2 separate regions of the Anas platyrhynchos genome follow, and region 2 is linked to region 1. The links are chromatin contacts, called in public Hi-C maps. All regions are on one chromosome and are shown on one strand. Each heading gives the region's core, a stretch centred on a gene start, on an enhancer-like site or on the middle of the called end of the contact. The rest is flanking DNA. Distances are from core to core; before and after follow the strand shown.

The links. Hi-C and Micro-C count contacts between places; a contact is called where the count stands out from the background.
Region 2: a Hi-C map of subcutaneous adipose tissue shows a contact between it and region 1, with 2.6 times the contacts expected there. The contact joins the promoter of MTDH here to the promoter of RPL30 in region 1. A contact is called at or near these places in 6 of 8 Hi-C or Micro-C datasets (F1 follicle, liver, skeletal muscle and 2 more).

What each region holds. Positions count from the first base shown.
Region 1 is chr2:22,970,299-22,977,221 of IASCAAS_PekinDuck_T2T, forward strand. RPL30 (ribosomal protein L30) reads left to right here and starts at 4,683. Exons shown (of 5, transcript XM_027452502.3): 1 at 4,683-4,790; 2 at 4,883-4,933; 3 at 5,722-5,867; 4 at 6,590-6,720. The coding sequence starts at 4,913.
Region 2 is chr2:23,163,849-23,171,052 of IASCAAS_PekinDuck_T2T, forward strand. It overlaps MTDH (metadherin), which reads right to left and starts at 1,936. Exons shown (of 12, transcript XM_038174335.2): 1 at 1,387-1,936. The coding sequence starts at 1,803.

The sequences.
Region 1 (6,923 bases), core at 3,433-5,932:
GCTTCAGTCCTTCAGTGCTGAATGTCTGCAGAGGCCACACGAGTCCCAGGCTGTTAGGGAGATGCACGCTTTCTCTAAAGATCAGCAGCACTGCCGGTTCAGCTTTATAAAAAACAGAGTTCAGAGGATTTAACAGAATGATCCATCCCAGGCTATGCCAAATAGTATCCTTGTACCACTTGTTTTTCAGACTTCAGTATCTATCTTTCTTCATTCACGTAAGTTCTTTCCATTACTTCCTCCCACTTGATCATACATCGTCTGCAATAGCATACATAATTAGTGCACTTTTCTTTTCTTCTTACTGTCATAGGATTACATGTAATTTTTAGGTGATCAGGGAGGGAGACTCCTCTGTTAGTAAGCCAACGATGGTGTTATTACTGTTGCATTTGAAGGGACAATGTCTGAAGTTCTACAGCGTGGGGAGAAAGTTGCTTTGGGATTTCTCTGCAGAAATGCATGTGCCTTTGCAGAGTACAGTCAGTACCTACTGCTTGCAGCTGAACTTGCAAGAGACCACATCCATGATCCTAGCCAGCCCCCACTGTGAAGCAAAAGCTGTTTACTTGCCTGGCTTTCCTCAAGCCTGTACACATTCTGCTTATGCCATAGTTTTGGCCGTCGGTGATGCAGCCTAAGGAGCTTCTTGCCTTGCCTTTTGCCTCTCTCCTCCCCAGGTCCCAGCTCATTCCCACCCACAGCAGGACCTGTCATCCCATGGCCTGTGTCAGTACAGCTGAGATGGCATTATGAAATGAATCACTGGCTCAAGTAAAAAACAACTCTGGAAAAAAAAAAAAAAGGCTCAGGGTGGGAACTCCTTTAGCTGCCATCTCTACTGAAGCTGATGTATTATGAAATTATGATCCCAGCCAAAGCAGGACAATTAGACTGTCAATCCCGCCATGACTCAGTAATTTGTGATCGCGTGTCCAGACTCAAAGGAAATTAGTTGTGTTTTTTTTTTGTTTGTTTTGTTTTAATGATCTTGCACATTTTTCATCTTCTAGATCACTTAGGATTTCTCACATGCTGAGTTTGTTGCATTTTCCTCCAGGTCACGAATGATGAAGCTCCTCTTCATTTTTTTAGCTATGCCAGTGTTCCACCAGCAACTTCTCTCCTATGTCTTTCATGCTCCTAATTTATGCCTCCAAATACCTTTAACTGGTGTCTTCTTACAGAACCTGATTACATACACACAAGAGGAAGGTGGTGAGAGACCTCACAGAACCACAGAATCACAGAGAATTAGGGATTGGAAGGGACCTTGAAAGATCATCTTGTCCAATCCTCCTGCTGGAGCAGGAACACCTACATCAGGTCACACAGGAACACATCCAGGCAGGTTTACAAAGTCTCCAGAGAAGGAGACTCCACAACCCCCCTGGGCAGCATATTGCAGTGCTCTGTCACCCTCACCATAAAAAAAGACCAGCTTCACCCCTGAAGAAGTTGATCTTTCTGGCCCAGCTTGGCCACTGGGGCAAGCAGGAGGGATGGATGTCTCTGTGATGGCTCCTTTAGGGCAGGAAGACCTTGATGGGAGAAGTAATGATGTTTTTCCTGACATTGGCAGCTGCTCCCTGGTTCTCTTCACCTTGAAACTTGTTGTTGTTGTTGTTGGAAATGGTGGCATCTGCTACTTCTGTCACCTTCTTTTATTTCTGCTGTAACATGGCCTAATCATGGAGGGAAGCACAGCACCCTTGCAGAGGGAACAGCACTTGGCCTGTGTGCCAAATGCAGCCTCAGTGCCCTCCCCATGCTTTGATTCCGGAACAGTGCAGCGTAAACGCACATGCACTCAAGCTGCTGACTGATTTTTAGTGGCCATGTAATATTGTTTAAGGAATTTTCAAGGGGCCAAAGCCTTCTCTTACTACTAGTGTTGACTTCATCTGACTTGAGACAGCCCTTTGCCTTTATGAGAGACATTTTATGAACCACAGACTCTCAGAAGATGCCTGTATGACCACAGAAGGGAGATTTGGGGTGTGAGGGACAAGTGCAAAGGCCTATTTCTGACTCTATTTCCCCCCATATCCAGAATTAGTGTCACAGTTTGGGTCCCAGTGACTGGTTTCTGACAGAAAGTTCTTTCAGAAAGGCATTTCTTTGTTTGTTTTCTGTAAAAACATATCACTGGAAAGAACTAGTTTACAAGCTTTTAAGGGAAGTACTACGTTTTCTCCTTATTTGAGCTGAGGTTGCAGAGAGTACCCTTACAAACAGCTCCCTCTTCAGGAGCTGTGCAGGACTCCCAGATTTTGCAAGATACCATTAAGACTTGGCATACTCAAACAACTGCACTGAGGAATTCACTAGGCCCACTGAGTTTTACAGTCACTTGTGAGTAATTTCAAATTGCAAGAAGAATATTTGAGATGACCACAGACAACTAGGTAAAAATTTAAAGAATTAAGAGAAGGTACAACTAGGCTGTAGGAATAACAGCAGTGCACCTGAGTGTTGGGACACAAAGAATTAGAGGAACAAGAAAAGAATGAGACACAGCTGCCAAATAAAAGTTAGAAATATGCTTCAAGATTAGTTTAATTATGCTCTGTAAAGGGCTAAAAATGAACTTGTTTCAAAAAGTGAAATTGGATTACGGGAAGCCATCAAAATGTATTTTTTTTATTATGACTTAAATAGTACATATACTATTTATATGTGCTTAATCTAGTAATTATTCCCATAGGACTTTTCAACTAGTGGTAGACCAATATTTGAGTTTCTGTTGTTAAATTTAAGGTCAGCTGAATTTGGTGATTTTTTCCCCTTATATACCTTTATTTCATTTTCATCTTAATGTTAGCAGGTTGGATTTTTATCTAGGTTCTTAAACTGGTCTGCTAAAAATTGAAGTTGTCACCTAGTTTCTACACAGGATTGGGATGATGGTGTGCATTTTGACCAAAGGCTGCTTCCCACTGAAAAGGTTTTATTTTTGTAAATATTTGATAAGCTGTGTGACTATATACCAAAAAAAAAAAAAAAAACTTGTGTGAAGGCATTCATGCCAGTAGAAAAGCATTCAATATATTTCCAGAAATTAATTCCTTTCTTAATCAAAATAAAGTATATTCACATAAGCATCCTACTGTAACTGATTCCAGTATGTTTTGGCTTTGCTTTTCAGTATGTTGCTACATAACCCACATTGACAAAGGCATCAAACTTCCAAAAGCCAACAAATACAGTGCTCTCCCATGCTTATGCCAACCTAGGCAAATCTATAAATGATTTTATGCTAGTTTTGTAATTTCACCATAAAACATACGTTGAGACGAACATGATGCAGTATGTCCTAGGTGTATGAAGTCATACCAGCAGAAGAGCTACTGTACTGCAAGCAGACTTCCCTGTCCTGATGTTCCTATCAGCGAACGGTATAATTTTGAAGAGGGTTGAATGTGGACGAGGCATGATTCAGCTGATCTGTAGATTTAGAGGTAGCATAGCCAGTATCACCTCTGCATCAGAGATGGGTTGGGCATGCAGAGGTGCCAAAGATCCGTGATGGTGGATGCCTTCTCCGGTATACCATCAGTCCTTAGGGTGCTGTTGAAATGCAGTGAGCATTGGTATGGAAGGTGTCAGACTGGACAGAGAAAGCATCTGCTCCTAGACAAAGTGCTGTGGAGAGTACAGAGACTTGGGCTCATCCCTGAGCGTCCTGGGCCAGCCCTCTGTGACAGACTGGGCCTCTCAGCTGCTGCAGGGTTTCACAAGGGAACACCCCAAAATAACACCCCAGCTCCCTCAGTCCCCACAGTGTCCAGGCAGGCATCACCTGAACCCATGCTGCCTGCTTCTCCCCACTTTCTATGCTACTCTGGAACATCTTATAAAACTGATGGCCTTGTTTAAATATTTTTGGTGCTACAGTGCGCGGTGGCTTGCTGGTATTTGAAATGTAAGGAAGAAGGAAATCTGTGGGGTGATAATCTATCATGGAGTCACTGTCCCTTGGGGGTGTCAAGGAGAGGTTGGACGTGGTGCTTGGGGACATGGTTCAGTGGGTGACATTGGTGGTAGGGTGATGGTTGGACCAGATGATCTTGGAGGTCTTTTCCAACCCTAATGATTCTATGATTCTACGATCATCCCATGCCAGGCAGCGCCACGGGACCTGCTGTAGTCCCAAAGCTTTTAAGTAAAAGACCTTTGTGTGGATTCTGACTCTGTGTGCTTATTGGTAGGTTGTACTGGGCACGAACCTACAGACAACGCTGTGACAGCTGTAACTTTCTCACATCCCAGCTGTATTCTCCAGTAGTGCGTGCTCAGAAAGGTATTTTCAAAGAGTTGTTTCCAAAGCCCACACTGTCCCTTCCCCTTCCTCACAGGGAAACGCAGGCCGCCTGGGCCTCTCCTCTGCACTGTGCCTCCTTGAGCGGCGCATGAAGCCTCCCGGAGACTGCGAGGGTAAAAACAGAGGCGTTTAAAATCGCTCCGTAAAGCACAGGGCACCGTAAGGCGCTGGGGATGAGGGACACGATGAGGAGAGCGAGCGTGCAGAACCTCCACCACGGGCCGCTGAGGCGCGGCCGCCATTTCCCAGAGTATCCCCCTCACGTCCCCTCCCCCTCTCCCCGCCCCCTGACCGCTCTAAGCCAATGGGAGCCGCGCGGGGGGATGATTGACAGCCGTCGGGCGGGGCCGGGGCGGGGCTGTCGGGCGTTCGCGCCTCTCGCGAGAGTTGGCGCGGCGGGGAGAGGCGGCGCGTGCCGCGGCTCCTTCCTTTGGCTCTCGGCGGCCATCTTGGCGGCGCCTCAGCGGTGAGTGGGGCCGGGGCCGGGCGGCGCGGGGGGGCTCGGGGGGCCGCTAACGGGCGCTAACCCGACCCCCGGTCGGCCTCTGTGTGTTCCAGTTCCCCCCCCAGCCGACGCCAGCCAGCGACATGGTGGCCGCCAAGAAGACGGTGAGTGGCGGCCGGCCGCCGCGTGGCCGCGTGAGGCGGCGGCCGGGCCTCTGAGGGGACTCGGGGGGGTTCTGAGGGGACTTTGGGGGCCTCTTGGGGGCACGGCCTGAGGCCGGTTCTTGTAGGCTCGGTTCCCCCCCCCCCCTCCCAGGGCATCCCAGGTTGCTCACAGGGCCCCTGTGCTATGGGGAGGAAAGGGGAGCTGGTGCTGTGGTCCTGGTGTGGGTGGTAGGGCTGTGGAGCTCAAACTTTGTGTTTCTGCTATCTTTTTTCTATGATTTCAAGTCTATTCTAGCAAATGCGGGTTTCTTCATAGGTGGTGGCATTCGCTGTTGCATGAGCACCACGTTCTCCTGTTGGGGGGGCTGCTCGTTTAGCATGCGGTTGCTTGGCTTTGCCTGTCTGCTCAATGCTGTCAACACGTGCCCTGGGAAGTGCCACACGCCGAGCCTAGCTCAGCTTTGCAGGGTGGAGGTGGTATGGATATCGATTCAACTTGGCTGAGCTTTGCAAAGGCACGTTGCTTACACCACGATGCAGTTGATTAACGTAGGCAGCACCAGTAATGCTTTCTTCCTGTGTAACTGGTAAGAGGTACTTTGATAAAGTTGGGCAAGCATCCTTCTTACCCACAATCATATACTGTGCTGGCTCTTTATTCCACGTTCCAAATAATATATAATGAAAAGATTGCTGGTAGTTAAAATTTCTTCACCTTAAGTCTTATGTCGTTTTGTGAAAGGCAAAGTAGCATATGATAAAGCTTTGTGCTTTTTTTTTTTCTTTAGAAAAAGTCCCTGGAGTCCATAAACTCTAGGCTTCAGCTGGTTATGAAAAGTGGTAAATATGTGCTAGGCTACAAACAGACTCTGAAAATGATCCGGCAGGGCAAAGCCAAGCTGGTCATCCTCGCCAACAACTGCCCAGCTTTGAGGTAAGCAGATGTGTGAATTATTACTTTTTTTAAACTAAGGCAAGTGCTTTGTATAAATACAGCATGTGCTTCATGTGAATTGGTAATACAGAGTAGCTTGTTGGCCTGTTCCTTGCTGCTATGAATTAAACATGGTGGGTTGTTTGGTGTATACAAATTTCAGGTCTGGACGCAGTAAAATTCTTCCCAGTTGTTTTTTAGGTTTCTAATACCAAGAGTTCACATTAGAGAATATACTGTAAGTTTTTTCACACCGTGATAGCGTTCACTGAAAGTGTAGTGTGACCCAGTCCCTGCTTTTTCAAAGTAATATATTGGGAAATAATTTTACAGGTAGGAAAAACTGGTAGTTGACACTGATTTAAAATATATTTGAAGCATAAAAAAAATGCTGTCAAAGTTAAGTTACAACTTTAAGCTCCTGGCCGTAGAAATAATTCTTTTGAGAACAAAGTCTTTAGTGGTTTCCATCTCCTGACATGTTCCTTGTTGAATTTTTGGGGCCTTTTTTTGTCATTAAGGAGTATCTGACAGGTTAAAGAAAGTGTAGATGCAGAATTAACATAGGGCACTGTTACATTTGCTTTCAAGAAGATGATTTTTTCTGGGAGGGAAGGAAAACTGTAGGGTTTAAGTGCAGTTGGAGTTAGCCCTGCTTCTGGTGTATTATGGCTGATCAGAATTGTTTGTCAGTGCTTTAATACCAAGTTTTTGAATCTCAGAAAATCAGAGATTGAGTACTACGCTATGCTCGCAAAGACCGGTGTCCACCATTACAGCGGCAACAACATTGAGTTGGGTACAGCCTGTGGCAAATACTACAGAGTGTGCACGCTGGCCATCATTGACCCAGGTACGTGTCTGCTGCTGTATAATGACCCAGACGGGTGTGTATCAGTGGTTCCTTCGTTCTCCAAGCACTGCTACTCACTAGTATGTAACACGCAGGTGTGATGTAGCTTTGTTGTAACTTCCATTGGGCTTCATTCTCAATTTCTTCTGCCTAGTATTCTGTTTATAGAGTCCTAGGTTCTTAGAACTTAGTTGCTCTTCCTT
Region 2 (7,204 bases), core at 686-3,185, 190 kb after region 1:
TTATAAAGCCCTACATTGCAGAACGTTGTCAATAATGTATCTATTTCTTCACTCTCTCTTCTGTTCAGGCATTTTTCAGTGTCTCCAAAGATGACTTGCAAGAGTTTGTGTTTTGTTTTTATCCTGGAGTTTAAATAAAATATGAAAAAATCTGGATTATTTCTGGGATTAGCCTGTTTTCTAGAAAGCATAACAGATCTATTAGGCCTTGGAGGATGTCCCTTTCTGGACAGCAACAAAACACTGCATCTTTAACGTGTCTTCTTCAAAATGGAGACCTAGCAACATTTGAAAAATTCTGAATCACAGTGCTTCCTCTTCTTGGTGCCTAGTTATTAGCCTACTGCAACTTGCAGAATCAGCTCCACTGAGTTTCAGGAGTTCACTGCTCAAAGACAGTTTGGTGCTATATACAGACTTTTGTATTTTTTAATGGAGAGAAGGCTAAAATATCTTAAACAAAACTTCTCAAGTCTCAGTATTGCCACAGAACCAAACGAAGGTACAACCCCTTTCTGTACCTCCTTTTTCTGGTCATTAGGCAAACAATTCATATTAAATTTCGCACTATATAATTAAAAGACATAGTTGTAAAAGGCAGGGGACATCTGCTGCACTTTCATTCCTATAATCCATTTGGACGTAAATAGGATTACAAACATACCAACAACATAAAAGCTATTGAAGCAATCCCTTCAAGTCCCAAAACTATGATAATGGAAGCTTGAAAAGGACAGCTGATAATTTCTGCATTCAATTGATTTTCTCATGAAAACACTGTCAAAGACACACGATTCCTACATCACAGACCGAGGATTAAAACAAAAGACAGCCACGGTCTGTTTTGAAGGGGCTGCTGAGAGACAGATTTCCTTATTAAAGGAGATGATCCTTACTGTAACAACCCAGGCGTGTTCCTAGGGAGGCAAATTCACCACACGCCTGGTGTTAACGTGTCCTGCCGAAAAGGCGCAGCAGCAAGCCTTACTCAAGTTTGAATCATCGCAGCCTTTACGAGGCTTCGAACCGCCTGTACCTGCCTGGGCTGAGACTCCTGCCTTGAGAAGCTGAACCACGGTAAGGTCTCTGCTACCAGTTCCTGATCTGGTAAGGTTTTGACTGGCAGTAAAAAGACAATATTGAGAGTAAAAATGCAACAGTACGGTGTGCAGACATAACCCACAGCTTCATGAAAAGAAGCAGGGAGAAGCAGGGAGACCTCTCTTCCTTCTCCAGGAGGAAAAAAAGCCTCATTTTCACCTAAATGCTGTTTCTTTGGTGTTCCAACCCCCCTCTGGCAGCCGAGAGGATCCCAGCAGACACCCCCCGCCTGCACCCCCCCCCCTCAGCCCTCACCCTCCCCAACTCCCCGGCTCCCCCTCTCACCCTCGCCGCTTTCTCGGGCAGCTTCTTCTTGCTCCTCTTCTTCTGCTCGTCTCCTTTCAGCCCCAGCTGCCCCGCCGCCTTGCCCGGCCCCCCAGCACCACCACTACCACCGCCACCACCACCGCTGCCTGTCAGGGCCGCCGCCTCGTCGCCTTTCCTCTCAGCCCGGCCGCCCGCTGCCTTCCTGCGGAGGCCGCTGCCGCACACCAGGGCCAGCAGCAGCCCCAGCAGCCCCAGCCCCAGCGCGGCCGGCAGCCCCAGGGCCAGCCAGGTGGGGAGGCCGTGCGGGTCCAGGCCCAGCTCCAGGCCCAGCTCGGCTCGCAGCAAGCCCAGGCCTCCCGCCAGCGCCTCCCGCACCCGGGCCGCCGTCTCCTCGGCCTGCTGGGCCGCCGCCTGCTGCCAGCTGCCCGCGGCCATCGCCGCCCCTCACGGGCACGGAGACGTGGAGGGAGGGAGGGGAAGGAGGGAGGGGGGGGGGTAACACGGAGCCGAGGCGGGCGCTCACGCCGAGCGCATCGCGGCCGCCGCCTGCCCGCTGAGGGGCGAGGAGTGGGGAGGGAAGGAAGGAAAGAAGGAGGAAAAGGGGGACGCGGAGCCTCCGCGGGACGCGGCAGCCTCTGCCCCGGAGGCAGCCGGGTCTCCTCCTCTTCCTCCTCCTTCCTCCTCCTCCTCCCCGCAACGTCAGCGCCCCGCCGCCATCTCCGCCCCCTCCTCCTCCTCCTCCTCCTCCTCTTCTCTTCTTTCTCCTTCCTCCTCCTCCTCCTCAGCACGGGGAGGCGGCCTCGACGTGGCAGCCGCCGAGCGGGGCCGGGCGCCGCCCGGTGGCGGCGGGGGGGAGGCGCCCAGGGGGCTCCGAGGGGGCTCCGAGGGGCTCGGGGGTCGTGGTGCTGAGGGAGGGAGGCAGGGAGAAAGGCAGCGAGCCCTCCGTCAGCAGCCTTTCCACCGGTGTTAAAGCACCTTCATGCTGCTTTAGTCCCCCTGAAGAGGAGTGTGTGTGGTAATTAATGGGTTGTCTCTGCTCATAGCAACACCACAGCTGTCCCCGCTTCTTCTCGGCCTGCAGATGTCAGCGGGGGTTTTGTGCTTTTGTAGGGCGAAGCCTTCCTGAAGAAGCCTCCCCAAACCACGTAAAGCCCCAGGGCCTTGGTGCTTGTGCAACGCCGCCCCAGCGCGAGCACCTCTGGTCCTGAGCCTCGCACACCCCACGTAGAACATGCGAACCGGCACGTACCTGCGTGACGGGTACAAGGAGCAGCCAAAGCTGCCATGAGGCAACCTCCAGGTTCTTGGGGCGGGCAGGGAGATGCTGCCTCCCGTCCCGCTTCAGAGGCCCGCGTTGTGGACCTCCAGAGGCCTTCTCTTTCACAGAGAAGGTTTTTAAACATGACAGTGAAAAATCCGTGCAATTTCGAAATATACTAGCCAAGGTAGCGTAACAACGTAGATGCTTTCCAAGTGCCTTATTTCCTAAGATCTCAACTCCCACAGCTGGCTTAATATGTGGAATGAATTAGTGAGCTTTATGTAAAATACCACTGGAACTCCAAAACTTAATTTATCCATGCACTTGAAAAATGAGCTCTCAAAAATTTGATCCCGAATGCATGTCCTGATTTTATTTTTATTTTTCAGAAACTTGGTCTCAGAGCATCGAGGGTTCCTGTGGAATTTTAGATGTCGGACCCCTGGAGCTGACACGGTCGAGAAGCTTTACAGTGACTGCAGCTTTAGTCTTCTGCATTGGGACATTGCTGGAAGCTAACGGCATGTCCCACTCTCTCAGTTTGCAACATTACTTCCAAGGGGTGTTCATCTCTCATAGTCTGGCAGAAAGAAGCCTGCATGGGATTCTTGAAATCTGAAATGTAGTAAAATAGCATTTGTTTAAATAGCACAGTGATAGCTTACACTGTTTTTGTATACTGGTAACTTTGCCATATTTTGTAATGTCAGTATATTTTTCACGCACAAGTATTTATGTTTAAAAAGTTCATAGAGTTCTTTGTAAAGTATTTCAAAAGAGCCCTTGAGATTTTTTTATTATTATTATGCCACCTTTAAACAGGCAGTCAAGTGCTACTTGTCTAATTAAGTTGGAATGAAAGGTATTGCTGAAAGTAGTTGTAGCAACTTTCTATGGCAGAACACTTTACTAATAGATGGTTGTATATTTTTAGAAGGTAAACTTAATTAAAAGCCCTAATACTTTGTCTTCTGTGCTTTTATGCTTTAGCATAGACTATACACATGTATTGGGAAGTGTTAGCTATCATGGTGCAGGCAGTTGCACAACTGAGCCCCCCTAACATGCCAAATAAATTCTTATTCTGTAAGTAGTTGCTTACTTTAGATACTGCCTTACACAGATAGGGGTGGCAGAACAGTGATCATGTAGTTTTGGTACAAAATACGTTATCTGAAAAGCACGTGCAAATTTTACAGCATTGTTTGGCTACGATTTATTTATTTTATTTATTTAAAAAACAAATAAACAAAACATAGATTTTGTTAATTCTAAATTTGCATAGGCAAGAAAACACTGCAAGAACTTGATGACTCTCTGTTGCAAAATATAAGCGGTTGAATTTAAGATCAGATGAAGTTTTTGTGGCCCCGTGGCACCACCGAGTGGCACCACCGTGAATAGCAGCGCAGTCGTAGGAAACAGATTTGTGTAAAAAAGGTAGCAGATCTGCCTTGAACATAGCCTCTTTCAGTTTGCTTGGGATGGTGAAACAAATGAATCTGAAATTTATTTTTTTATTCTGAGCTAATGTGATATAGCAATAAGGAGACATAAAATTTGTCACTGAAATATTTAGCAGGAAGATTGTGTTTTGGTAACATTAAAAATGGCAGGAACATACTACTGAGACTATAAACATCAAATAAAGCAAGCAATCTATTTCATACTAATTTCGATACAAACAGCAGTTTAATGTTAATCTTCAAGTCTCTTAATGGATCTGACCAAAGGTATCCTAAGGACACTTTCTGGCAGTGAGGAATATAAAATGTTTCTTATATCATTCTCCAAAGAATCAGAGCAGAAGGTTGATTATTCTCATTACAAAAGAGAATACAATTACAGAGCCAGAAAGAATAAAGATAAAACTTTTTTTTTTTTTGTAATCTCTCTTCCTCATTTTCTTCTTCCTTCCTTATTTTACAACCATTATTAAGCATACCCTGTATAATACCTTTCCACAGCTCTAAGCCTAAACAGAAAATTATTTCAACAAAATTTGAGCTGTCAGAAGAGTTTTATGAAGGAATATACAGAAGCTGCCCAAAAATATTTAAATCTCAGCACCTATTCTTTGATATGATATGTAGAAAAAGAAGAATGAATGCTTCAAAAATATTAATTCAACGAAATTTTATGATTATCATAAATGAGCATGGAAGCCGTATGTCCTTGCAGTTCTGGATATTCTTTAGGCTAGAAGCCAGGTGGATATAGCAGAAGCAAATTAAGCCTCTCAGCATTTAAAGAGAGAAGATAGAAAGAATCCCAACAAAACAAATGTAAGGTTTATTTCATGTCAGGAAATTGACAAATCTTGGACAAGATTTGGCTGCTGTATTATCTCACATACATCATGTCCCCAAATTACTTTAAGGTGATCACAGTATGCCATTAACACAATTTGGAGCTAAGGCTCAACCCATGCTTTGCATTCAGACTAAGCTGGAGTTTTAATGGGGCAGAGTCTAGAGCTCCACCTGGAGTCAACTTGAAAAAGGATTGCTGAAGAATTCCTCTTCTGAGAACTTGGTCATGGGTTTCAGAGTTCAGGCTAAAATTAGGCTTAGGGACAGGGGACAGACAAAGTTTGTATCTCTTTTTGCACTAGGGAAGGAAAGGGGCTGCAGAAAGAATTACTCTGAGAAGTTTCTCATGTGGGTGGTGGTTAGGGGCCTTAGGCTAAATCTCAGTCCACAACTGTGCTTAGGGACTTGGTTATGTTTTGGTTTCAGAGAAGGAAGAAAGTCTAAAGATCTGTTTGTTTAGGGATTGGAAAGGGACCGCTGAAGGACAGCAGGGGTTGAAAGAATTGTTTGCTGAAGAGATGTTCACCTGGGCTATATCTGGGTATGTCAGGCTAGGGCTCAGCTGACACCTAGGTTTGGATTAAGGGTTAGAAGAAATACAAGGAGTGGGATTTCCAGCTGTAGTTCTCTGGCAAAGGGGCTGCCAAGGGGAAGAGTGGGTTGTCAAAAGGCTTCTCCTCTGAGATCTTTTTTACCTGGGCTGTGGCTGAGATCTTATGCTGAGCCTCAGTTGGGATGCAGACAGATTTATCTGGGCTAAGGCTAGGATATTTTGGGCTAAATCTCACTCAACTAAATGAGGTTAAGGTTTAGGTTAGGGTTAGGATTGGTAGAGAGACAAAGCCTAGAGCTCCAGCTGGAATACATTTCAAAAAGGGCAGTGAAGGTAAGGATTGGGTGGCAGAAAATATAGTGCCTGAGACTGTGCTCCAACAGGCAAAGCTTAGGGGTGGTGTGCTAAGCTTCAGCTGTAGCACAGTTTTAGGGTAAGAGAATTATTTGTAAAGGAAGAAGGCATGGATTGGGACAGGAAAAGGGCTGTTAGAGGGAAGAGGGACATAGAAACAGAATTCTCCCCTGAGGATGTATTGATCTGGGCCATAGCTGGGGTATTTTAGGCTACGTCTCAATCAGCATATAGGTTTAGGTTTGGGAGAGAGACCAAACACAGGATTTCGTTTGGAGGGAGGGTCTGTTGAAGGAAGGTATAGGGTGAAAAAAAAGAAAATAGTGCCCTGAGGACTTGTTCATTTGGGCTGTGGTTGGCTGTCCTGGGCTAACTCAGTGACCTCCTCTTCTCACAGTAGTGAATGATTTCAGCAAGTCTTGGGACAATTTAAGTTTTTCTACTGCAAAGCCTCAGGAAATATTTCTTTCCCACTTAAGGGGAGAGGTAGAGGACATTTCAGTTAAAAGATGAGTAATCCATGCTTTGCTTTTACCTTGTAAGTTCACCTTATTTATTTTTCCTATTGATATGTTCAGCTTGTTGAGCTGACACAGAATCCCAAATCAAAATTCACTGCTAAGGAATACTGTCTTCAAAGTATTTATTCATTTTACATTATTTTTTTTATTATTGCTCACATTCTTGCATATAACCATATCATGCAAATGTAGAAACATTCTCATAAAAATCATGATCTTAATTCCCTGTATGAAGGGCAAGTCTGTTCTCATTAAACTTTTGACATAAATAGTGCTTAGCCATCAAAGCTAAATTGTCGTTATGACTGATGGAGCTCATGAGTGTCTTGGGAGGTGAAGAACACTTTGGCAGCCTGTTCGCATTCAAATTTCTATCAGCCTCAAGCGCTGAGAAAAATAAATATGCAAAGACTTGCTACCCAGCTGGGAATAAAAAAGTTTGAATTAACAAAATGCAAACACAGAATTATAGGCCTATTAACTCATATCTGTGGTAATACAAAATTGTTTTCTGTATTTTGTGAAGTGTACATTAAATATCCCACGTAATAGGTCTTCTAACATTTATCTTTGGAGAGTTTTCACAGCTTCATTTCATAGGCAAGACAGTTTTCCTAATACAGCCTTTCAATCAAGAGGTGGTTGCTGTTTATACAGATGGAACCAAGTTGGCTTGAAACTGCCTGGTTCATTTTTTAGCAATGCAATTACAGAAGCAAAGTGTGCAGGCTCATTTATGCAATTAACCTTTCACACTACAGTCTACAGTTTGGAGTCTCCTATGCTGTCAGTACCTGAGGCAGCTAGGAACAGGAGGCAGGGACATCAGTGTGTT